Regions from separate parts of the Sus scrofa genome. Here all the other regions are linked to region 1. Evidence: chromatin contacts called from public Hi-C and promoter capture Hi-C data. All regions are on one chromosome and are shown on one strand. Each heading gives the region's core, a stretch centred on a gene start, on an enhancer-like site or on the middle of the called end of the contact. The rest is flanking DNA. Distances are from core to core; before and after follow the strand shown.

Region 1 (4,382 bases), core at 794-3,293:
GTGGCACCTGTGGCATATAGAAGTTCCCAGGCTAAGGGTAGAATTGGAGCTGCCAGCCTGTGCCACAGTCACAGCAATGCCAGATCCAAGCCATGTCTGCGACCTACAGCAAAGCTCATTCACCTCAATGCCTGATCTTTAATCTACTGAGCGGGGCCAGGGATTGAACATGCATCCTCATGGACACTATGCTGAGTTCTTAACCCTCTGAGCCACGATGGGAACCCTACCACTACCAGTTTCGAAAGCCAAGTAAGCAGCCGGAAAAATCAACTTGATTATGCTAGGGGTATCTTCTGTGTTTATTAAAAAAAACTTGTTATTCTCTATAAATAAATGAGAATTTTCTTTGGAAATCACAAGTATCTAATTTTTTTTCACTTACATATTCAACAGAGGTCCTTAGTATTAATGATTTAAGTGACTGTAATGTACTTAAGAATTTTGCTTAAGAGAGAACTGTTCAACTACATTTGTATCTCAAATAGAGGATTCAGTAGGTAAGAGTACTAATACAAAAACTTACCCGATATAAGTCATTGTTGGTCAGGGAAAAGGGCAAGTTGGATACATACACTGTGCTTTTACTTGGGGCTAATCCACCACTCATTTCTAAAAAAACAAACAAACCCAAAAGCAATCAAAACCAAGTATTCTTCATTCCAAGTAAAATCAATATTATTGGCAAATGTTAAATTTACATACTTTCCTAACTTCTTAGTAATACTTAGGAGCAATGACTCCAGCTGGGTGAATTAAGGAACTTCTTTTCTCCAGACACTACTTAGAGTTTTCTGGTCCTTCTTTTTATTTACTTACTTGTATTTATTTTTTTATGGCCACACCTGTGGCATATGGAAGTTCTCAGGCTGGGGTGGAATTGGAGCTGCAGCTGCTGGCCTACACCACAGCCACAGCATTGCCAGATCCTTAACCGCTGAGTGAGGCCAGGATCGAACCCACATCCTCATGGACACTAGTTGGGTTTATTACCCCTAAGTCACAAGAAACTCCTGGTCCTTCTTCCTAGTAGATTCATTACACTAATCCTTTCAGTGATGAATATGGTGTGAATGGAGAGGTGAGTTTCTAACAGATGAAGGAAAAACACTGAGGACACTCTTAAGCTCCCCTCAGGCTAAAAGCAAGAAAGTGCTTTCAGATATGCTTATTACCTTGCCTAAGCAGCTAGAAAGTGTCTAGGAGCTCAGAAGGAACCTTAGCCATTGATTTTTGCTAATTTGGCTGGGTACCTTTTTGGTTGTCATAATATTTTTCTCTGGAGTTGTGTTACCAGGAAATTTTAGCCTCATCTTTCGATGATGTAAAGAAACTTTCAAATCACTAATTTTCACATTATTGCTAATTTGAAATGATACATTATATGAATAGTTTTCAGTGCCCTGAAGGGTATTGATTTGTATATGTATTTTAAGTGTACAAATATAATCTGTAATACATTTCTATGCTATATATTACAAAGTCAGTAATAATCTGTGAGAATTACATCGGACTCAGTCAAACTCAAATTTTCGATTTTAAAAACGTGTGTGGTGGGTATTTAAGATCACAAACGACAAAATATTCTAAAATGATGTAATGGGAAAACGCGCTGATGCTCGCTTGGCACGCCGGACTTAGACAACTTCAGGAACTCAGCATCGATAGGTCGCTTTTTAAAAGCTTCCAACTGAAACTCCTCGCACGTTAGCCGTTCTGGTTAGAACGGGGAAGGCAGGCAAAGGTAAAGGTCCTGTAATTAAAAAAAGGTGTAGGGAGAGAGGGACAAGTGATTCCGGCGGCTGGGTCTGGGGAGGAGCCCGTAGGGAGAAAGGCCGCAGCCGGGGAGGAGCTTACCTTCAGGTGGGGCGGGCCCAGGAGACCCGAAAAGCGCGAGCCTCAGCTGGGGCTCAAGCCCGACAGTTCGTTGCCCCTCGCAGCTGCCTTGGCATCACGGGTCCCGGGAGGGGTCAGGTTCCGTAGATGAGAAAGTAGCAGCAGTAGCGCCTCTTCCCGGCTCCCCTTTGACCCACGCTCTGGAGGCGGGCCTAGGGGCGGGTGCTTTTGCTGACGTCTTTATGCGCGCCGGAAGTGCTGCCTGGGAGCGCGGCGACGAGCGGACGATTGTATTTACGGGGTCTCCCGGAGGCTCAGAGTCGGTGAGCGGATTTTATCATTCTGAGAGGTGGGCAGGGACAGGCGCGTGGGCCGGTACAGGGTCGTTGGCCGGTACAACTCTAAGGAATGAGCGGGCGGGTGGGCGTTTCCGCGGCGGGACCTGGAGTCTCCCGCTGCATTTGAATCGTGCAACAAACAGTTCTGCCCCTGCGGTTGAGGGTGGAGAGACTAGTGGGAGTTTGGAATAAAGAAAGTGTTGAGTCTGTGGTATAGGTTCGCTTCTGTATAGCACCATAATATGTAAAAAGAGGACTGATCTAGGTGAGTTCAATGACTCGAGATCAGTTAGGAAGTCAGTAAATTTACTGAGTGTGTTCGACGTACCCAGTTCGGTTGTAGGCACTTAAGGAGCTACAGAAAAGTGTAAAAGAGGCCTTTTGCTGCAGGATATCAGTCTTGTTGAGGAGACAAGGTCAACTTGGGGGAGACTCCGATTCACAGAATGACTCATCTTGAGTATTGGTATGGACAAATGTTAAACTTCTTAGCACTTTTTTTCCTCCTATAAATCTATAATGGGCACACACTGCTTTTTCTCTTAAGTGGCTGTAAACAGGCCCATCTTTCCTACAGAAAAATCAGAAAATAATGCAAGGTAGTTTATACTTAACTTCTACCCACCAGCACACACAGACCAGGCCTCTAACCACTCCCCGGGAGCCTGCGTGCCAGCAGCCTGGAACTCAGAGCCTCTCCTGGAGCCTGCACAGTCAATCCAGACCGAAGCTGATGTCTTCTAGAGAGACGGAAGTGCAATCCAGCCAGGGCGCTGCAGGATTTTGAGAGGCCCGAATGCCTCCGCGTCCACCAGGGGACCGCTGGGACTAATTCTCTTGGCAAACTTGTGGCCCACCAAAACTACTATGCTTCACATCCCTGTTATCCTTGGTTACCGCCCAAGATGTAAGCCCCTTTGGTCTTCTTTGCTACATCCTCATCCCCGTGCTGCTTTGTGCTCCCTCTCCCTTGATTTAGGCTATCACTGCTTCTTTCTCCTTTTCTTCCACATTTCACCCCTCGACAAAACATCTGTGCCCTCTGAAACCTTTCTTCTCTGCTTAACAAACTCTTTTACATGTTACACCTGTTTATGGAATTTTCTTCCTTCTCCTGACACTTATTTTTTCCCTCTAGCCTTTTCAATTGAGCCCATTCTCTGACACCTGCATTTAAGGCTGGGCGAAGTCTCTAGCGGTACTGAACTCATATCACTTTCTCAATAGTTTTTTCTTCCCTGAGGGTCTTTGCAAAAGTTCTTTTTTCTCTGTGGCATTTGATTTTTCCGGATCCCTACCCTACCTCTTTCTGGATAATTCGTACACCTGCTAAAGATCTCAGTTTAGTCACTTTCTCTGACTTCTCTTAGAGTTAGGTACTCTTACCAAGTGCTAAGTGCCTTCTGCTTCCCTCATAGTAGCACTTACCAGATATATCTCGATTGCTTATCTCTTTTGCTTCTGAGCTAGATTGTTCAGAAGGGACCATATCTGTCTTGTTTACTTTTGTAATTCCAGGGCCTAATAGGCAGTCCAGTATTTCTTAATTATTACAGTTGCTGCAGGTACAGTCTCAGAAGTTAGGCTGTTGATGTATCATCTCTGGACTTTAAAATGTAAAAATCTTTCAAAAGGCGTCAGCTGCTATTCAGGTACAACTGGTTGTGGCTGTGTAATTGATTGTGTGGTCCCAGTGTTACTGGAGCATCCAGTTTTTTCAAGGAAAATTGGAAATACAGTTTCTTAAAGTGTTATCTCCCAGTTTTAAAGTATGGTCAATGGAATAAAGTTTTATTAAGAAAAAAACCTTGGGCCAAACACAAGTTGTGACTTCTTATTCACTGGTTTAGAATCTGTTATAAGTTTCAGAAATGGGCTTTGTGGAGAATAATAGATTTTGAACTGGGCCTAGATGGATGTTCAAAAATTGAGACAATGGAAAGAGGTATTCCAGCTTGGGAAATAAGTCAGACAACTCCAGAGTAGTGTTTGTTACTTTATGGGACAGAGAAGAGACACAGCATGAATGATTCTTTGGGAGAGAACAGGAGGCTAGGTGAGATGATAGAGGGCACATAGGAAGGGCAGAGAAGTTTGGATTTGTTACAGTTAATTAATAAGAAACTGTTTGGGTTCTTGATCAGGGAAACCAGATCTGACTGACATATTAGCAAAATTAATTGAGTATCCTTTTTTAAAAAAGGGTGA
Region 2 (4,382 bases), core at 755-3,254, 210 kb before region 1:
CTAAGCCAAAATGCCTTTCTCATTTGTTCTCTTTGCCATTTGCTCTGTCTACCTCCTTTGCCACAAAATATTGTTTCTGTCATAGTCTGTGGTTGATGAGATTAATGTGAGTCTAAAATATAATATGATTGTAAAATTCAATAACAAAAAAACCCCCACAAATAACCCAACTGAAAAATGGCCAGAAGACTTAAATAGACATTCCTCCAAAGAAGACATACAAATGGCCAGTAGGCACATGAAAAGATGCTCAACATCACTAATTATTAGAGAAATGCAAATCAAAATTAGTGTGACTACTTCACACTAGTAAGAACAGCTATTGTTAAAAAGTCTACAAATAAGTGCTGGAGAGGGTGAGAAGAAAGGGTAACAACACTGTTGGTGGGAATGTAAATTAGTGCAGTCACTATGGATAGCAGTATGGAAGTTCCTCAAAAAATTAAAAATACAATTGCCGTATAATCCAATGATCCCACTCCTGGGCATATATTCAGACAAAGCTATAATTCAAAAGATACATGCACCTCTATATTCATAGCAGCATCATTCACAATACCCAAGACATGGAAACAACCTAAATGTTCATTGACAAAGGAAGAGATAAAGAAGATGTGGTATATAAATACAATGGAATATTACTCAGCCATAAAAAAGAAAGAAATAATGCCATTTGCAACAACATAGATGGACCTAGAGATTATTATACTAAGCAAAGTCAGAAAGAGAAAGACAAATACCACATGACATCACGAGTATGTGGAATCTAAACTATGATACAAATGAACACAGCTACAAAACAAAAATATAGACATAGAAAACAAATTTGTGGTTGCCAAGGGGAAGGAGTTGAGGGAGGAAAGGATTGGAATTTTGGGATTAGCAGATGTAAACTAATGTACATAGGATGGATAAACAATAAGGACCTACTCTATAGCACAGGAAACTACATTCAATATTTTGTAATAACCTATAAAGGAAAAGAATCTGAAAAAAATAGACATGTATAACTAAATCACTTTGCTGTACAGTAGAAATTAACACACTGTAAATCAACTATAGGTCAATAAAATGTAATATGTATTATGATTGGACTCGTATCATTTCCTTTTGTTTGGGATCTGATAAGAGACTAGATGTTCATAAAATAAGCTGCTACTTTGAGTTTGTTTGGTCTGCGGATTTCTTTGTATTTTTTAAATATTGTGTATGTGGGTATGCTGCAAAGTTTTTATGTATTCATGAGCATTGAGTCTTTAGAAAACTGCAGCATGTAAAAAGATCCCCTTTTAGAATAGGGGAGGCAGTGGGGTGGACTAGGAGTTTGAGGTTAGTAGATGCAAACTATTACACTTAGAATGGATAAAAAAGGTCATACTGTAGAGCACAGGGAACTATATCCAATCTCCAATACCACGATGGAAAATAACCTTTTAAAAAAGAATATACATATATACATATATATATATATATATATATATATATTTGACTGAATCACCTTGCTGTGAAATTGGCACATTATAAATCAACTGTAATTTTTTTTAACGTAAAAACTTTTAGAAATTCTAAAGTAGAGATCCAGGTTAAAACTGAGACCTCTACCTCTACCAGAATTTATTGTGTATGTAGCCTTCAGGTTACTTAATTAATACTCTTCCTTGACCCATTTCAGAATTTCAGGGAGCAACATTAAAGAAAAATTTTAAAAGCCCTTCGGGGGCTTCACTGCTTTTTTAATTAGTCCCAAGAAGTTAGCTAAGATGTTTGAAGTGACTCCATACAGATCCAAGTAGGATTTATCAGTCTGGATTTGATCAGAGGACAGAGCCACTGCAAGTTGTAAGAAATAAGGAGTTTAACATAGGAAGTAAAGCCTGCAGCTGACAAAGAAGGAAAACTAACAACCTTGACTTGAACTAAAGCCGTGGAGGAGAAGCAGCCAGAACACACACAGGGAAGCCTGAGAAACTGTCGCTTGTGGTCATCACAACCAGCAGAGGGAGCTCTAGAGACACCTGCCACACGTGAGGCCGCCCTGACTTGCCGTGAATCACGGCTTTCGCTTCCACTTCCAAGATCTCAATGCAAGTTTCTCTCTTGTCCAACTCCCACCATACAGGGAAGGAGGTTTTGAGAAATGTGGTTCCAGCTTACCAACACAATGAAGGATATGTTTTCTATGTTAATTGGGTGAATCTAATTTGAGAATAATATAAGCAACCTATCGTGAATATTGTAGTACATGAAGAAAATGAAAAAAATACTTCTTTCTCACAGGCTTTTGCCTGTTTGAAAGAAGTAGTCATCAAGTTGGGAAAAAACCTCACAGCTTATCTATCCTACCACTGACTCCATCCTGTAAATAGCATGCAGGGATTCAGAAAGCACAGCTCTAAATTCCACTTCCCATCCAAACCGCAAAAATGTGTTTGTTTCCTGAAAGCTGGTGCAGCACCGATTCCCAGTGCAAGAGCCAACCAACTGTCCTAAAGTCCTGATATTAAAACCACGGCACCTTTTTTAATTCCCTCAGAGGCCGTGTGTGTTGTTAAAGAGACTTAATTCACAGTATGAATTAGCTTTTGACGGTAACTCATCCGGTTTCACTACCACAGAAAGCTCAAAACCATTCAGACGTGTTTCCTTGAGGCTGCTGAAAATAAGGTTCCTTTCAAAGCAGTAAGGAGTCATTGTCCCTGAAAATCAAGGCCAAATGGGCCCGAAATGTAAATTCTGAGTTTGGTCCCACCTGAGCCAATTACTCTAACGGACCATCTCGGTGTCTTTATTTGGATGCTTGGGGTAGCCTGTTTACTGTAAGGTAAATGAATTGATGTGCTCCCTGGGTGTAATTGAGGAGAAAGCTGGTGGATCACAAATTCATCTAGTAATTACTCTAGGATTCCTCTGAGAAAGTGCTTATATAATTTCCTTTGTATGTGTTTTCCAAAAGGACATATGTCTCCTATCCAGTGTTCTCTAAACCACAAATGTACCCCATTGATTTTCTCAGTCTACCGTGTGCTGAGTTTCAGCCCATAGTGTGTAAGGTGAAAGGAAACAATAATTGTATATAGAAAATATTGATCTGCAACCATTGATTCAAGGCCCCTTGGTATCAAAAGATTAGTTACTTTTAAGAGAAGTTCTAAAGGTGACTTTCAGCTACTTTTTATTGACTAACACAGACCAGATAAATCCTTCTATTCAGAGCCATAGACTCTCCTCCAGAAGCCATAATGAACAGACCACCTTACTCCCTTGCTTGAGATCCAAATAACACCATCAATGTATTTTCCAAAAACATATGAACACATGCTGCACTGCTACCCAACGATTCATGGTATTTAAACTTAACTATAATAATAACTAATACATTTAGTATTTACCACGTCCCAGGAACTGTTCCAAGTGATTTATGTATATTTCTTTATTTAATGTTCACAGCGCCCCTCTGAGTTAGGTACCAATATTACCCCCATTTTACAGAGGAGTAAACTGAAGCGTGAGAAGGTTAAGTAACTTACCCAAAGTCACACAGCAGTAAGTAGCAGAGCCAGGCTTTGAACTCAAGAAAATTGGTTCTAGAAGTTATACTTTTAACCACTTCACAATGGTCCCACTCAAGTGTTAAGGAAAATGAGAGAAACTTCATTGGTTAAAATTGCAAATGAGTTCCTGTTGTGGCCCAGCAGGTTAAGAACCCAACATAGTGTCCATGAGGATACGGGTTCGATCCCTATCCTCTCTCAGGGGGAGAAGGGTAGAGGGATGTGAAACAAAGGAAGTGGCATGAGGTAATGAATGCATTCCTCAAGCAAAGGAAAACAAAAGCAAAAATAAACAGATGGGACTACAGCAAACTGAAAAGCTTTAGCACAGTGACAGAAACCACCAACAGAATGAAAAAGCCACCATGAGGTGGGAAAAAATATTTTCAGATGATATATTCAGTAAGGGGTCAATATCCAAAATATACAAATAACTCATACAACTCAAGATCAAAAGACTAAACATCACTAAATATCAGGGAAATGCAAATCAAAACCACAATGAGCTATCACCTCACACCTGTTGGAAGGGTTATCATCAAAAAGACAAAAAAATTACTTTTTTTTTTCCACCTTCTTCAGATATAGAGTAATGGCTCGTATTCACACAATTTGTATTTGCAAACTTTTTTTTCTTTTTGTGTCTGCATAGTGACATATGGAAGTTCCCATTGCCAAGATTCCCACGGTAGGGATTGAATTGGAGCTGCAGCTGCTGGCCTACACTGCAGTCACAGCAATGTAGGATCTGAGCCGTATCTGCAACCTACACCATAGCTCACAGCAACGCTGGATCCTTAACCCACTGAGCAAGGTCAGGGATCAAACCTG
Region 3 (4,382 bases), core at 1,374-3,873, 150 kb before region 1:
ATCTTTGAGGTAAGACTGCTTCCAAAAAAAGTAAGAATGCAGGAGTTCCCCTCGTGGCGCAGTGGTTAACGAATCTGACTAGGAACCATGAGGTTGTGGGTTCGATCCCTGCCCTTGCTCAGTGGGTTAAGGATCTGGCGTTGCCATGAGCTGTGGTATAGGTCGCAGACTCATCTCAGATCCCGTGTTGCTGTGGCTGTGGTGTAGGCTGGTGGCTACAGCTCCAACTAGACTCCTAGCCTGGGACCCTCCATATGCCACAGGTGCGGCCCTAGAAAAGGCAAAATGACAAAAAAAAAAAAAAGAATGCAATGATAATCGAGTCCTACAAAAAAAGGAAGATGTTGCTTGTCTCATAGTCCCATTTTCTACTGATGAAACACTATCTAGACTAGGTTCTTATCCCTGCAGCTTTAGAGGAAGAGCACCTGCAGAGCAATCAAAGGATACATGGTTTTAACCTGGTCCAGTTATGATGCCCTCTGCACCTTGGTCAATGATTTACACACAGGAAAAGAGGCTAAGAATACCTACTCCATCCATACCCCATGGTGGCCAAAAAAGTTGACTAAACTCTATGAGAAATCTAAAAAGAGGTTAAAAATGATAATATCTAAAATGAAAAGAGTCCTGATGTCTTAGGAATTCTGCCGACTTCAATGAATTCATAGGGTAAAAACATGACAGTTCAGCCTTTCCAGGTTGCTCCTCTGCCCAAACTTCTCCTTATACATGCATATATTTTGTAAAGAATGATACACCTTCAATTTTAGCTTAAATGCTGGCCTCATTTAAAACGAGGAGTTATGCTGCTCAGAAGAAAAACAGCTTTCTGGCTGACTGGACTCTGAGACATCAAACTTAAGATTCCAGAAATGGCGCTACAAAATATTTATTAAAACTGAGGTGTTTATTTCCTGAATTTTAAATAATGCAACTTTGTTAAAATTAGCTGGCCAGGCACATATAGCTTATAAAAATTAGTCACAAAATAATATATAAGTATCTAAGGCAGGCACTAAAAGTGAATGTTACCCTATCAAGTCGAAATGAGTCCAATTTCACTCAATGTTTTGATTAAAATGTTGCTTCCTTATAATTCTACCCAATGCAAAAATAGTTCCTTCCCCATAACTTTAAATGCTTCACTCCAGCGTAATAGACCATGACCAGCTTTTCATGAGTTTATCCAGATCTTCAGTTATTGCCTCTCCCAGGACAGATAACTGAGCGTTCACAAACCTGGCTCTGGAAGTAGTTCTGCTTTTATGAACAAAGTCCTGACTGTAATCAAACCCCTGGGTGAAATCATGACAATCCAGCTTTTCCATGGGCTCTGCTCCTCTGTTCAAACGTCCCCTTTCATTTTGGGAATGACCATCAACTCTCAGAAGAATGTTAAACAGCCTACAGCTGACCTGCACTCCTCCAACCAACCCGATACTCTCCAATATCAAAGCAGCTTTTGCCTCTTGTTAAGGGAGCTCTCCCGAGTAAGAGAGGCGCCTCTTTTTCAAGGAAGTGGAAACGCTCAGATTTGGTTAAGCATTCGTAATGCGCTGCATTCTTTTTTTCGCTTAAATCTCACGTTGATTTCAACGCTGGCAGTGATTTGCGTAAATCCACTTAAGTCACTATGCTGCTTTTTAAACTCCGATTCTTAAAGAAAGCCACCTCTATCCCAACTCACAAAGGACGTGAGCTTAAGTATCGCTTATTTTTCTTAACTCGCTATAAGTTTCACAATAGACCGATTGTTTCCTAAAGAAAAATTCACAATCCTTATAAAATGCTCTGTCCAGATTTAACTAACCGGCTAATGAAAAATGTAAGCGTTAACAAGAAAATGAGACGTCCCATTCAGGAGGGGGTGGAAACTGAACTAGGGAGTCAGCCCGATGTTTAAATATCTCAACTTGAACGCCATGGAAACAAGAGGGAATTCCCACTAGCCAAACAGCAAGAGGCTTTTGTAGGACCCTCTAATTTTCAATGACTCCTAAGAAGGTGGGGGGGAGATGCAACTATCATTTAAAAGTTGAAAATTAATTTCTAACTGCTTTGAATAGTGCATAACCAATGGGTAAGAAGACAAACACAAAAAGCGTGGGTGCTTTCAGGCTGGAGTAGCGCCAGGCTCACCCCCAGGGTGAGGGGAAGGAGGGAAACGAGCAAAGGGGGTCAGAGTCGGCAGCAAAGAAGCGGGAGACGCGGGCCCGGTGGCGGGAGGCGCGGGACGGCCCCTCGTGCAGCCCCGGCCAAATCGAGACCCGCGACTCGGCGCCCCTCGCCCCAGCCCCCCGACAGGGAACCGCTCGTACCTGTCCGACCGGCCGGGATGCGCCGCCTGGCCCGCGCTGCCCGCCCCTCTTGCGGCGCCGCGCCCGCCGCCCCCGAGCCAGGAAGCCGCTGCGGCCTGCGGCTTCCCGCCACCGCCGCCCGCACCTTCCTCCAGGGACACGGCGAGCTGGCTGAAGGCGTAGAGGAGCGAGCAGAAGCCGCAGGCCAGGCACAGTACCACGAGGCGCAGGTAGCGCCGCATCCCGTCGGGCCCGCGCCGCCACCTCCGCCGTCGCCGCCGCGCCCGCTCGGGCGAACTGGAGCGGAGGGAGCAGCACCGCGCAGCCGCGGGCGCAACAGTTCCTCCTCCGCTGCGGCCTCGCGCCCTCCCCCTTCCTTCTTCCCTCCCCGCCCACCACCTTAGCGAGCGCGCTAACACCCCGCCCCGGAGCCCCGATACTGCCTCCGCCCCGGGCCCCTCCCCAGAGGGCGGGCGGCCAGACGCGCCGGCGCACTGAAAGCGGAGGGCTGGGGGCGCCGGGTGGCTTGGGGCGCGAGGGTTGCGGCTCGCGCAGGGTCCCGGGGTAGTGCAACCCTCCCGGCGGGCGAGTCCGCGGAACCTTGCGGCTCCCAACTGTGGAGGAGAGGTGCAGCGAAACTAGCAGAGCGTTGGAAGCAGCTGACCCAAATTCTAATTATGGTTCTTCCACATGGTAGCTTGGGATGTTGAGCAACCTCAATTTTCCGAGCATGTTTGATCGTCTCTAAAATGGAGAGGATATCCTCATCTTAGGGTGGTTTTAAAGATTAAAGTGCTTAACGCATGATAAACACCTTGGACTGAGAAGGCTCGTCATTAAGTTTTTTGTTTTTTTGGTCTTTTGGGGGCTATGCCTACGTCATTTGGAGGTTCCCAGGCTAGGGGGTCCAATCGGAGGTACTGCTGCCGGCCCGCGCCGCAGCCACAGCAACGCTGGATCCGAGCCGCCTCTGCAACCTGCACCACAGCTCAGGGCATCACTGGATCCTCAGCCCACTGAGTGATGCCAGGGATCGTACACGCGTCCTCAGGGATGCTAGTTGGGTTCCCTAACCGCTGAGCCACGATGCGAACTCTGCATTAAGCCATTTTTTAAGCTCCATCCTCCACAAGCGTTGTCACCCAACATCTAATTACGTCATGATGTTGAGGATGCGTATCCTGCCACCCATCCATGAGGTCCTCCCTTTTGGATCATCCTTATGACTCATTATTTGCATATCCAAAACAATTAATACTCTCCCTAAAGAGCTTTGTCTTTAGCTTTCCTTTTCTTTTCCCTCTTTCTCAGCCGTATTTCCACTCCATTTATTGAGCATTTATGGAGCATCACTCAGTTCCTTTGGGTACAAAGACGTCTAGAAGGGGCATGGGGTGGGACAGTGGATACTTGTAAATAAGTTCAATGCAACCATAAAGACTTTAGGCTATAAGCCTGTAAAGGTGTGGGCACACACACAAAGGAGGTATCAGTTCTATCTGTGGTCTTGGTCAACAGACATTTCATATAAGTTAAAACCAAATACAGAGACCAGACTTAATTCCCTGAGCAGACAAAACCAAAACAAGCAAAGCAATTGAGCTTATTTTACAGGATAAGCAAGGTCAACTTGACCTGGGTAACTTCTTGCTTATGCATCTGAAAATCATAAGCAGAACTTAAATAGTTCCCCCAAATTGATATGAGGTAACCATGAACTGATTCTCTTTCATTCAAGAAAATTCTAGGGGAGGGATGGGCAAATGGGTGAAGGGGGTCAACTGTATGGGGATGAATGATAACTAGACTCAGGTGGTGATTACTTTGCAGCAGATAGATGTTGGATTATAATGCTGTACACCTGAAACATAGAAGAAAGAATATTAAAAAGAAGAGCAGCTGAATAAAATATCCAATGTTTGAAGTTTAAGCCACAAAAAAATAAAATTTTAATTTTAGAATTTTAACCAATCACTGCAAATAATAAATACTGTCTTCACACTATATAGGCTGCTTTACAATATACCTCTGAGCCTCACCCCATATTTCGGTTTGAGTGCTCCAAGTTTGCTAACTGTCTTT

What was found. Promoter capture Hi-C pulls out the DNA fragments that hold promoters and counts their contacts. Hi-C and Micro-C count contacts between places; a contact is called where the count stands out from the background.
Region 2: a Hi-C map of embryonic fibroblasts shows a contact between it and region 1, with 2.2 times the contacts expected there. The contact joins the enhancer-like site here to the promoter of ZCRB1 in region 1. A contact is called at or near these places in 1 of 5 promoter capture datasets (liver), 13 of 47 Hi-C or Micro-C datasets (alveolar macrophages, blood, embryonic fibroblasts and 8 more) and 2 of 2 datasets of contacts at active chromatin or transcription factors (alveolar macrophages and skeletal muscle).
Region 3: a contact with region 1 is called in a promoter capture Hi-C map of liver, with 4 times the contacts expected there. The contact joins the promoter of GXYLT1 here to the promoter of ZCRB1 in region 1. A contact is called at or near these places in 2 of 5 promoter capture datasets (fetal liver and liver), 21 of 47 Hi-C or Micro-C datasets (brain, embryonic fibroblasts, epiblast stem cells and 10 more) and 2 of 2 datasets of contacts at active chromatin or transcription factors (alveolar macrophages and skeletal muscle).

Annotation. Positions count from the first base shown.
Region 1 is chr5:73,554,197-73,558,578 of Sscrofa11.1, forward strand. It overlaps ZCRB1 (zinc finger CCHC-type and RNA-binding motif-containing protein 1), which reads right to left and starts at 2,044. Exons shown (of 8, transcript XM_021092556.1): 1 at 1,858-2,044; 2 at 527-612. The coding sequence starts at 610. PPHLN1 (periphilin-1) reads left to right here and starts at 2,009. Exons shown (of 8, transcript XM_013997950.2): 1 at 2,009-2,159.
Region 2 is chr5:73,342,432-73,346,813 of Sscrofa11.1, forward strand. All of the region lies in intron 7 of GXYLT1 (glucoside xylosyltransferase 1), which reads right to left. Among named protein-coding and RNA genes, the nearest start is that of GXYLT1, 64 kb to the right of the region's middle. Within about 2 kb of position 2,005, at least 18 of the 83 cell types and tissues checked have an H3K27ac peak or open chromatin away from gene starts, as enhancers often do. A contact at or near this core is called in embryonic fibroblasts and omental adipose tissue, where this site is marked.
Region 3 is chr5:73,405,687-73,410,068 of Sscrofa11.1, forward strand. GXYLT1 (glucoside xylosyltransferase 1) reads right to left here and starts at 2,624. Exons shown (of 10, transcript XR_002344161.1): 1 at 2,322-2,624.